Regions from separate parts of the Sus scrofa genome. Here region 1 is linked to region 2. The links are chromatin contacts, called in public HiChIP or PLAC-seq maps. All regions are on one chromosome and are shown on one strand. Each heading gives the region's core, a stretch centred on a gene start, on an enhancer-like site or on the middle of the called end of the contact. The rest is flanking DNA. Distances are from core to core; before and after follow the strand shown.

Region 1 (6,162 bases), core at 2,238-4,737, 66 kb before region 2:
TGACACTAGAGCTCTTAGCTACTTCTCTCCATCAGTCAACCTTCTGGAGGCAATGTGATTTTGCTCGAAGAGCATAGTTGGAAGAAAACACATGCTTTTTCCTCACAAAAGCCAGTGTTCAAATCCCAGCTCAGTGACCATGGGCAAGCTATTTAATCTCTCTATACTCAGTTGCTCTCCATACAGTCTGGGGATAATTTATGAAAAAGTCCAATCAAAATAATTCACAAATAGCATCCATCATTTTTATCATTATTATTAATTTCTCCCCCAGCTCTGTTGCTACATTATTTACATGATTAAACATGTGACAACATGAACCAATGAAATCAGACTAATGCATAAAATAAAGTCTTGCATTGCAAGTTTACATCCATTAGTACTGCTAATCTGATGTTATCACTTTAGCTCATTTTTCAGCAAAGGTGAAATTTTGATGGACCCTTCTTTTTCAGCCTTTTAAAAATCACCACTGATCTCTTATTAACATTGCATTTTCATTATCCCTACAGCATATGAGTCCCTTAGGAAGGCTCAGTGAATAATTTAACACTCATGTTTAATTTATTATACGTGCCTGTAGCAACTTTTTTCATGGACTGATCTTTGCGAAAGTTCTCAAGGCCTGGAGGCACAGGGGGGCTCCATTAAAAATGTATTTCTCAGGGAGTTCCCGTCATGGCTCAGTAGAAACTAATGTGATTAGCATCCATGAGAACGCGGGTTCAATCTCTGGCCTCCATCAGTGGGTTAAGGATTGGGTGTTTCCGTGAGCTGCGGCGTAGGTCGCAGACTCGGCTCGGATCTGGAGTTGCTGTGGCTGTGGTGAAGGCCAGCAGCTATAGCTCCGATTTGAATTCTAGCTCGGGGACCTCCATATGCCGCAGGCATGGCCCTAAAAAGACAAACGACAAAAATATATACATATATACATATACATATATATATATACATATATATATATATGTATTTCTCAGTTTTCTTGCGGGATTCTTTTAAAACATGCTGGAATGGGTGTATTCATGGTTAACTGACAGCACACTACATGCTGACTATTCTCCACATTGGATGAAACATTCCTTTTTTTCTGATACTTAAGGTGTATGCCAATACTTCCCATTTCCTGCTTTTGGAGTTATAATTAAAGACAATGTAACTGATTCAACTCTTTCCCGGGCAATGGTTTAGAGGAGAATTATAGGAGTGAATCGGGGGTGGGAGAAAGAGAGGAAGAGTGGTGGATGTAGGCTTCCAAGCAGAGCCTTTGAAAATTAAGTGATGGTGAGATAAGAGTGGAAAGGCCAGGGTCTTTCTCTTGCTTTCTCCAGATGTTCCAAAGGAGATAATCAGGAAGATGTGGAGCTCTTTTCTCCGGCTGTGACCTCCAGTTTGGGACCAAGACACATCCTCAGTTAGGTACCACACACTTCCCATGAACAGAAATGAAGCCAGAACATGGCATATTTTTCTGCTGAACCTAGTTCCATAATCTATCAAATGGTTTATAGTTCCTTGACACTGAGCTTGAATTTGAGGTCTTCTAAAGCTTAAATTGGGCCCCCTTATATGTGACTATGATGCTTTGTATTTATTGAGTTACTAAGGTTCTTCATTTGTAGATGTGTGAAAATATAAATACAACCAAGGAAAAATTCCAAAGAGCACAGTCCTGGAAGGCACTAATCTGACCTAGGTTAGTACTGATTATTATTGTTTAATCTGCCCGTAGTTAAAGATCTCCCTTACGATATGGTGCACCACCAAAACTATGAGGGTCCAACCAGCCTTGGGAAAGCCTCTCTTCCTCTGGCTGACTGACTCAGGGAAGCCCTACACTGTTAGGCAACAAAGCTTTCACTTTACTTGCAGAGAGATGGACCATCTGACTTAGGGTTGGCTCTAGAATTTTCTATCAAAATAATTGTGCTTTTTAAAGAACAGACTAAATCACTTCTATAAATTAATACGAACAATGGCCTAGGATTGAGGACAAAAATTAGGTGAGCTATTTCTCGATATTCCCTGGAGAGAAAAATATATATTTTTTTTTCCTTAGGCCTTTTCAAAAGCAGAGCTGTTAAGGGCAATGATGTTAGTTTCACTCATCATTTTCTCTCCAATACCTAGCACAAGGTCTGTAACACAGTAGAGATGTTAAATATTTGTTAAATACGGAAAAGATAAGTGGTTTAAAGTGAGCAGGCTCCAGCATCCTGATTCATCTGACATAATACATTCAACTAGAGAATAAATGCATTTATTCTTCAAAGCATGAACTCCATGTAAAACATGAGGTCAGTTTTCTTCCAGGGAAGAGAAGCAATTAGCTTTGAAACAGACCTTCTTTGGATGCAGATCACAGGGAAGAACACCATCTTTGGGAACGGCTCCAGCCCTTTATATTTGAAAATCGCTTTATGCTCAATTTCATTAGCTTTTTAAGAATAAGACCCTAAAATCTCAACAGTAGTACCTTATCGTACAGATGAAGAATGAAAATCCAAAGGCAATAATTACAGCTATGTTAATTGAGAACTTATACGGTTAATGCTTAAGACTCTAAGGTAAATCCACAAGTATATTATCTAATCATCACAGCCGTGTGTAAGGTAGGTATTTATTTAACTCTTTGTGATATTGGAGGAAACGGAGGCTCAAAATGGTTAAGTGACTAGTCAAATGTCACGTGGCTTCCAAGTGGTAAAGATAGGACTTAAACCACGGTCTGCCTGGCTCCGGAGCTCAGGTGTTTAACCACTGTCCTTTACTGCCTTGGTGCTCTATTGTCTTCTGAGCGTCCATAAGGGTTTGGCCAAGTCCACTGCTGAGCACGGCACCTTAATGACTCAGGGTCTTCTTCTAAGATCTCAAAGCAAAAATTATTTTAAAATCGAAAACGGTAATGACGAAGAATTAAAAGGCATTGAGGCAGTGGACAGGGCACATGAATTGAGGTTTGCTAACCTTTACATCAAAACCCTGGTCCTAAGTTTACAGCCCTTTGTCCCTTTAGGATGCCTACCTGGTGTCATTTTGAGCTGTTCACCAAAAGACCTCCTTAAAATCCCTGCTACACAGTTTAATTTTCCTCGTCTCTATTCCCTTCCCAGAATCTATTCTCCCCATCTGATGCCCTAAACATGACCACAAATTCTTTACAGCGACTTCCATCCAAAGGTGGAAACTACTTCCCCACTGCCTTGAGTCTGGGCTGACTTTGTGACTTGCTTTGATCAATAGTTTGCTGCAGCAGTAACATCCTATGACTTCCCAGCCTTGGCTTCTAGAAGCCCCGAAGCCTCTACTTTCATGCTCTTTGAACACCGCTACCATGTGGACAAGCCCATCCATGAGGATGAAAGAGACCACAGGGAGAAAGAGGCTCAACAGTCCAGCCATTACCGGATCCTTTACCAAGGTCCCAGGCTGTAAGCCCTGAATGAGGCAGTCCATGACCAGCTGACCACCAACAGCTGCAAACAGAGTTGAGATGAGTCATCCCAGCTGAGCTCTGCTGAGCTCTGCCCAGCTCTGCCAAGCCAAAGAATAGCGATAAGTAAATGGGTGTTGTTTTCAGCCCTTAGGTTTGGGGTGGTTCATAATACAGCAGTAGATCACTAATATATACCTTGTTTTATTCCTTTCTTCCTAAGATGTCCACCATCTACTCACAGACTGAGTCACTCCTCCAAGAAACTTTCCCTGGTGGAAACCCCCCCTGCAAAGCCAGCCTCATTCAAGTTTCAGTCCACGCCCTGCCTTGTGTGATTCTAACGGCACTGAGACCCAACTACCTTCCTGAAAGCCTTCCTCGTCCACTGGCTGATAATTGGGATCTCCCCATGAAAGTTTAACTACTTACATAAAAGCCTGAAGGCCTATTAAATTTTTAAAGTCCCTGGAAGGTCTGTGCTTCTGATTTTTATCTTATTATAAAAATATATAGAAATAGAAAGTGACCCTAACACAAGATCACTTTCCCAAAGAGAAAAAAAAAATGTTCACGGTTTCAATGAACTTGAATATATGTCTTTAGGGATAGAGATGAAATAGCTATGTATCTAATTTCAATGTTTAATTTATTAATTTAATTAAGCATACGTATTTTAAATCATATTATATAAAATAATATTTGATTTAGGAATATTTTTTCACCTACTCTTCCAGCCATGAAAATATTTGATTCAAAGTTGCCATGTGTGTCTTTAACCGGCAAGTGTCCTCCATATCCTAGGAGACACTTTCAAGCCATCTGACAGTTTTCCAGACATAATCTTCTCTTTGCTCTAATTTGTTGTGTGTGTTTGTGTGTGTGTGTGTGTGTGTTTAACTACAATGCTGCCATTGGAATTTTTATCCCAAGCCACAAGTACCCATTCACGAAACACTAAGACAACTGTTTGTTCCATTTATCCTACTAGTGTATTTTCATATGGAGGTTCCCAGGCTAGGGGTCTAATTGCAGCTGCAGCTGCCAGCCTACACCACAGTCACAGCAATGCAGGATCCGAAGTGCATCTCAGACCTATACTACAGCTCACGGCAATGCCAGATCCTTTAACCCACTGAGCAAGGCCAGGGATCAAACCCACTTCCTCAGGGATCCTTCAACTTCTGAGCCACAACAGGAACTCCCTGTATATTCATAATCTTAACAGCATAACCAGTCACAGTATTGCTTTGTGAAGGGACCTTCAGAAAGCCGATTTACCATGACATCCAGTTTGCAATTTGGGGATCTTATCCTATAGGAAGTATTCATTAAATCATGCTTATGCTTTTGTTCTCTCTTTCTCTTTTTAATTTAGAAGATCACCATAATCATCTAAAATTTTATGATTTCCTGAGGTCATTTAAAGCTGATGTCTTCCCCAGATAGTGAGTGCTTTGTTGATCAAGAACTGTCAGAGAGGGAAATGCTTATGTACATACATAACTAATCACCTCGTTGTCCATCAGAAATGACCACCACACTGCAAATCCCTATACTTCAATAAACAACAACAACAAAATGTCAGAGAGAGCATCCTTAACGCAAAGGACTGTGGAAGGACTAGAATATCAGGTGATTTCCTCTTCCCTGAGAGACATTTGGAGGGGGAACCAAATTTCCTTATCTCACATGTATTAATAAATAATTAATATGTATTTTAGGAACTTCAGACAACACATAAAAGAGGTGAAAACAAAATCATAAATAATGCTATCAATAGAGATTATGCGTTCAACATGTTGGTTCATTTCCTTCTAGATCTTCCTCCTATTATGCGTTACATTCAATTCAACTGGCTCTGTTATCATGTACTAGTATAACATAAGCATTTCCCTTATTAGGAATTCTTTGTAAGAAAGACACGCCATCATTCACTCAATGCCACCCTTTTATTGCTGCACACTGATATTAACTGGAGAAGGTGCAAGGCCTCAAGCAGACACCAGCCCCTTGTACCTGCATGTGCATGGCTTTATTTTCTTTTTTTCCTTTTTCCTTTATTAAACATCTACCAAACGTGAACCAAGGGCAGTCCCTGCCCTCAGAAGGGAGAGACCTGTAAACAATCAATTGCCTAAAAGATAAGGGCTGAAACAGAGGCATATATGAAATACTATGGCAACAAAGAGGAGAGAAAGTGAACCACTCAGGGGAAACTTCACAGAGGAGTCAATATTTGAGGATTTGGAGGGGTTTTGTTTCTTTGCTAATTGCTTGTTTGGGGGATATTAAGACTTATTTTGAAAATATCTGCAAAGTCATGAGAAATCTTCAGAATCTTTTCCCCAACAGACTCTAGGAACCAAGCATGTCTACCGTGTAGAAACCTGCTGGACCACACCTGGGTTTTGTACCAGCTGACCATTTCCGGGCCTGGGAAATTTTTCCTGAGAGCAGGTTTGGATAGAGGAGGAAAAGAGCAGGAGGCACCTGGGCCTGAAGGGATGGGGCAAGTACAAGCACGAAAGGCCAGAACAAGTTCTGCCACTCCCACACTCAGCGCCCTGCCTCGCATTTCTGTGTCCCACAGGCTCCTCAATGACACCACCACCCATGCTCTCTGGTCCTCTGACATAGGCAAGTCTCATCTGCCTCCAGTAAGTTCCTGGAGTTTAGTGGAGACCACAAAAATGTAATGGCATCGAGCCCACGGCCTGGGGTTGAGGCTC
Region 2 (5,873 bases), core at 667-3,166:
TACCGCAGGGCCACAAACCTAGGGACCATGAGGGAGTGGAGATTTCCTGCAGAGATGTGTGGAGAGAGAGAGAAGAGACAGATTCCACAAGGCTCCACGCCTTCTCTCTCTCAACTTAATCTCCACTTGAATTAAGGAATGACGTTGTACACACGTGCATTTAACCACATTTATCTGCAATAAAGAGAATAAAAATGCAGTCAGTTTTCTCCTGACCAAAAAAAAAAAAGAAAAAGAGTCTACTTTGGCCAGATATTTTTTTCTCCAACTTTATGAGCAATGCCTGATCTGCAAGAGGCAAACTTTTTTTTTTTTTTGTCTCTTTAGGGCCACACCCACAGCATTTGGAGGTCCCTAGGTCAGGGGTCGAATCAGAGCTGTACCTGCTGGCCTGAGCCTTGTCTTCGACCAACACCACTGCTCACGCAATGCTGGATCCTTAACCCACTAAGCAAGGCCAGGGATCAAACCTGTGTCCTCATGGATGCTAGTCAGATTCATTTCTGCTGAGCCATGGCAGGAACTCCTGCATGAGGCAAACTGCAAGGTTTTGAGGGAAAGTATTTAGGGCAGGAAGATGATATAAAATTGATTCTTTGTACATGTTCAGATGTTGACCTGATGTATAGAGATACAGAGTTTTACAAAACGTCTCACAGAGCTTTCCAGAGAAGGAAGTTTCAAGACCACTGGTCTAAGGCACTTAATCCAAGGAAAGAAGTTCTGTGCCAGTCTGTACACATGCCTAAACAAAGGGCTTCTGAAGGAAAAGGTGATTGTGAAGGCAGCTGAATTGTTCTCAGTCTGATCCTCAGGAACTTTTGTCTGTCCCTAGAGAAAAGACACCTGCAGCAGTGCTGGAATGATTAATATGTGGCTACATTACCCAGACCTCTGGGGGAAGAGCTCAAAGCAGCACTGTTGGAAGGTGGACGGGGACACAGGGAAGGGTGAGGTACCATCCTCATGACAGCACCCACCTCAAGAGCCATGGGGCCCTGGACTATCTGAAACCACAAGGTAGCCAGAGAGACTACAGAAATTCCAGACCACTTGTGTCAAGAACCGGGGAGACTTCCTGCAGTAGTTGGGTGGGCCTGGGGTGGGGGGGTTCCCTCGATTTCATCCAGCTCAGGGGACCATCATTTCACTGCTGTTCCTGTGAGTGCATTGGCTGTGGTCTGGAGAAACTAGGGAATTCTTTAGATAAGGCATCTAGAATTTTTTAAATACCTAGAATTTATGAAATATGAAATCCCTTTCTTCACCGCTTCCACCTTTAGCCTTCCTCTCTTCCTATTTATTTATCTTATTTATTTATTTATTTATTTTTTGCTTTTTAGGGCCACGGCATATGGAGGTTCCCAGGCTAGGGGTATAATCAGAGCTACATCTGCCGGCCTCTACCACAGTCACAGCCACGCAGGATCTGGGCTGCGCCTGTGACCTACACCACAGCTCATGGAAATGCTGGATCCTTAGCCCACTGAGCAAGGCCAGGGATCGAACCCACAACCTCATGGTTCCTAGTCAGGTTCATTTCCGATGCGCCACGACCGGAACTCCCTCTCTTCTCGTTTAAAAACATGAGGATATTGAGGTCCAGGGAAGTTGAATTGTCAAAGTGTCTGAGGCAGTGGCTGCTCAAACTGGGAAAGGAACACAGAACTTTCCATTTCTGTCTTTGTCTAATCTGTACTCAGCTCTTCTAATTTCGAGTCCAGAATTTTGGCCACAGACTAGACACCACTGGAAATAAACTGTCTCAAAAGGGCATAACTTTCTTTATATTTTCCTCTAGTTGTTTCTTCATGTCATTTGGCTAAGAAGCAGAACTGGCCCAGGCTTGGACAGGAAGCTAGGCGTGAAGTTGTAAGTGGCCCTGACTCACCAGGTGCGTCACCCCACTTGGGTGGCAGCTCATCTGCCAACAGGATAAGTCCTCCCCCACCCCCCGCACCAAGGAAACGTGGGCCGGGATCTGTCTGGGCTGCATAATCAACAAGGACATATTACTATTTTCCCTTTTTGTTCCCAGTCAAGTATCACTCTCTTGGACAGGGTCACCCACTGCAAGGACTGGGGGATCCCCGTGGGCAACAGAGGCCCCATTTGCTAAAGGAAAGAAAATTCCCCAGTCTTTATATTGAATTTCATTAAGGAGTTACAGTCCTGCTTGGCAAAACAGAGCAATGAACATGAACTTAAAGTACTCACAGAAAAGACCAATGATATCGTCACCAACAGAAATTCCCATACAGACACTACACGAAATTTGAAGACTTACACTTCACGTGTTGAATGAGGTCTGTAAACTTCCTGGTCAAGGACCCCTTTCTATGGGGTTCATTGTACTGCATGTCTGCAAAGCTCACATGTCCAACCCAAATCAACGTAAGACGGTTCTCTGGGATGCCAGCTTCTTCCAGAACTACTGAGTTATGTACATTCTGAGTGACATGACAAGAACTTCTGAATCATTTTGAAATAACCTAGATTTCTCAGATAGTTGTTTCTCACTCAGTCCTGCTCACCAGCACCCTTTATGACCTAAAAAGTCCAGGTATGTCCCTTTACAAAGTCCAGGATTGACTTAAAAGGGGGATGACAAATGAAGGATGGGGCACTTCATTCTCTCTTTCCCCCCACACAAGACAAACACTGCCCATCCGTCGCCACACTTGTTCCAATGCACGGAGACTCTCAACTTTGCAACCTGATACTTCAAGCAACAGTGTGACCAACTGGGGTTGACGTCTAAATTAAAGTCTATTTGCAATTCGGGGATTAGATTAGATCTCTGGAAAAGCTAACTATTTTTGAGAGGTTTTTTTGAACATCCCAAGTCTTCTGCCTGGCAACCTGATGTCACATTGCCAAGGGTAATGTTCTTTAGATGACTCTAAAATTCCATCCCTTTGTGTTTAAATTACACATTAGAATTCTAATTCCCATTCTGAGTTTTGAATGGCATCAGGAAATAGCTTTATGTGGAGGGGTAAGGTATGGCTTATCTACTCCCTATTTTCTTTTAATTATTTGAAATGCATATATCTTTAGGCATTCTCCTGTGGTTCATGGTTAAGGATATGGGGGTGTCACTGCAGTAGCTTGGGTCATTTCTGTGGTGTGGGTTCAATTGTTGGCCTGGGATCTTCCACAATACACAGGCAAGGCCAAAAAAAAAAAAAAAAAAAAAAAAAAGGAAATGAGTATACCTTTAGTTTTCCAAATTATCTACTATATTGGCCCTTCAGTTTGATTTGAGATTAAGGCCAACACATACATTCAGATTTTATTTGACTATATAACCTCAAAAGACTCGAAAAAAAGTGGTCATTGCCTAGTTATTATTATTGATAGACTTGGTGGAGAACTATAAGATCACTCACTTGTAACAGATAAACACTCTAGAAGAGTAATTTCAAGTCTTAAATACTTTTAGGATTTCAGAACCTAAGGGAAAATTGTTAGAGTTGGTAAAAGAATCTAATGTACCTGGTTCAGTATTTGGCCAAATACACTGCTTAGAAGAGAAGATTATAGGGGTCTGGTGATCACTTAAGTTTGGAAACCTTGAATCCAATGTCCCACTCAAAGTGTCACGAGGCACGTAGCATGTTAAAAGTTGTAAAAGTCCTACAGTAAATAGACAGGCCCATCCAGCATGCCCAGGCCAAACTTTTGGAGAGCACTGAGGTTGGGTTTTCTGTTCAAAGAACATCTATCAGCATCTCTTCTAAAGAACACACTTTAGGAAATCTCAGCATAGCTAACTTTATTGCCTCAACCAGACACATGATTTATTGATTTATTTATTTGGTTTTTTTCTTAGGACTGCACCTACAGCATATGGAAGTTCCCAGGGCCGGGGTCAAATCGGAACTGCAGCTGCTGGCCTACACCACAGCCACAGCAACACCAGATCTGAGCTGCGTCTGCAACCTACACCACAGCTCATGGCAATGCTGGATTCTTACCCTATTGATCAAGGCCAGGAATCGAGCCCACGTCCTCACGGATCCTGGTTGGATTCATTATCACTGAGCCACAACAGAACTCCAGACACATGATTTAAAATGACCGTGTTTTATAAACCATTTTCAGGTCTTCACAACCTCTGTCTAATCATCCACAGGGTCAAGTTCCTTTTTTTTTTTTTTTTTCCCTGTCTTTTTAGGGCCACACCTATAGCATATGGAAGTTCTCAGGCTACAGGTTGAATCGGAGTGGTAGCTACCAGCCTACGCCACAGTCACAGCAAAGTGGGGTCTGAGCCACATTTTCGACCTACACCACAGCTCACGGAAATGCTGAATCCTTAAGCCACTGATCAAGGCCTGGGATCGAACCTGTATCGTCATGGATACTAGTCGGGTTTGTTACCACTGAGCCACAATGGGAACTCCTCAAGTTCTTTGTTTAATCAAATGCTCTCTTGCAATGATCAATCCTTTCATCTCAGATTTTTCCCTCTTATTTTCTTTCTTGTGGATATGGGGAGTGCACTAGCCTTCTCCTTTAGGAAAATCCTCCACAAAGTTTTTTTTTAATCAAAATATGGTCATGTTTCTCCCTAGATTGACAGCCTCAGTCACTTCCCATTGCTTTGAAGACAACTACAAACTCTAAAGAATGAGTGAGCCACCTGCTTCCCTGCCCACCCTCATTTCTTCTGCCGCCCAGTCCTCTCGCATCTTACTCCCTCTCCATCATAACCTACCTTGGAATCCTCAGACACACTGCTTTTATTTTGCATATGCTTTCTATCCATGAGGAAAACTCATACCCTTCAAGTCTCAGGTCAACCTGCACCTCCTCTGGACGTTTCTCTGACTGTCACCATCAAAGGCTCATCTGCTCATCTTCCAGACTCCCAGAGTGCGTGGAACCTCCCTCACTCCTTCAACATAATTACCATCATTGTAGTTGTTTATTTTCTGTCTCCCAATCTATAGATGAAAGTTTACCATAGTGCCTGGTATACTACAAGTGCATAATTAAAGTGTGTTTAATGAATTAATTTATAAACAAGCACCCATAAGAATTTGAGACCAGCTTTTCTTTTTCAGTAAAGAACCACTGGGTCTTATTTTACCGATCCTACCCCCTAATCTTTTCCTGTTTTTCTTAGGAATCTCTCTAATGTCTCCACATCCCTATCAGAAGGAGGAACCCAAAACTAGACCCCATGCAGTATTTTATGTTAGCTGGAGCTCAAAGTTCTTCCTTTCGGGTGAATAATTTTTGATCTTTCTTCCCACAAACATTTTCTTTTCAGCATAAAAACAGGAAATCAAAGTTAGAACTTTGATGGGTATAGAAAATCACACCCTGATTTTATCACACCCTGAATTATGGCTAAAATCTGAAATTATCAATAATTTGATTAGCAGTAATTAGCTAATAATAAATTTGCAATAATTTCAGATTTCTTCCAGAAAATTAATTTCCCAACAGTAACAATGCTAACAATTCTCAAATATGTAAATTACATGGATGGGGTTATACATTATTTTATAAATTTCTTTATTAGAGGAATATGTCTCAGGCACAAGGGAGAACAATTATTTTGAATGTTAAAGGACCTTAGGTTCCCTGAAGGATTTTAGTATCTTTGGAGTTAGGTATATAACTCATATTTGAATATAAAAGATTAATAACCTAAAGATATTTGTATACTTTATCTAAAGACCAACTAATGAAAATGATGATTAAAAAGAATATAAACCTACTATGTTGGATTAAGATGGGGAAATGAATTTTAAAAAATTTTCTTCAGCCATATGCAGAACAATAAAATTCAGAATTGCAAACACAACTACACATCCAAACATGACATTAGTGAATATTCAAAACAACTATTAACAATA

What was found. HiChIP or PLAC-seq counts read pairs in DNA pulled down with a chosen protein or histone mark.
Region 1: an H3K27ac HiChIP or PLAC-seq map of alveolar macrophages shows a contact between it and region 2. The contact joins two enhancer-like sites. A contact is called at or near these places in 2 of 47 Hi-C or Micro-C datasets (blood and heart right ventricle) and 1 of 2 datasets of contacts at active chromatin or transcription factors (alveolar macrophages).

Annotation. Positions count from the first base shown.
Region 1 is chr9:126,556,891-126,563,052 of Sscrofa11.1, reverse strand. No RefSeq gene overlaps it. Among named protein-coding and RNA genes, the nearest start is that of IVNS1ABP, 80 kb to the right of the region's middle. Within about 2 kb of position 3,487, at least 15 of the 83 cell types and tissues checked have an H3K27ac peak or open chromatin away from gene starts, as enhancers often do. A contact at or near this core is called in alveolar macrophages, where this site is marked.
Region 2 is chr9:126,489,209-126,495,081 of Sscrofa11.1, reverse strand. No RefSeq gene overlaps it. Among named protein-coding and RNA genes, the nearest start is that of IVNS1ABP, 13 kb to the right of the region's middle. Within about 2 kb of position 1,916, at least 6 of the 83 cell types and tissues checked have an H3K27ac peak or open chromatin away from gene starts, as enhancers often do. A contact at or near this core is called in alveolar macrophages, where this site is marked.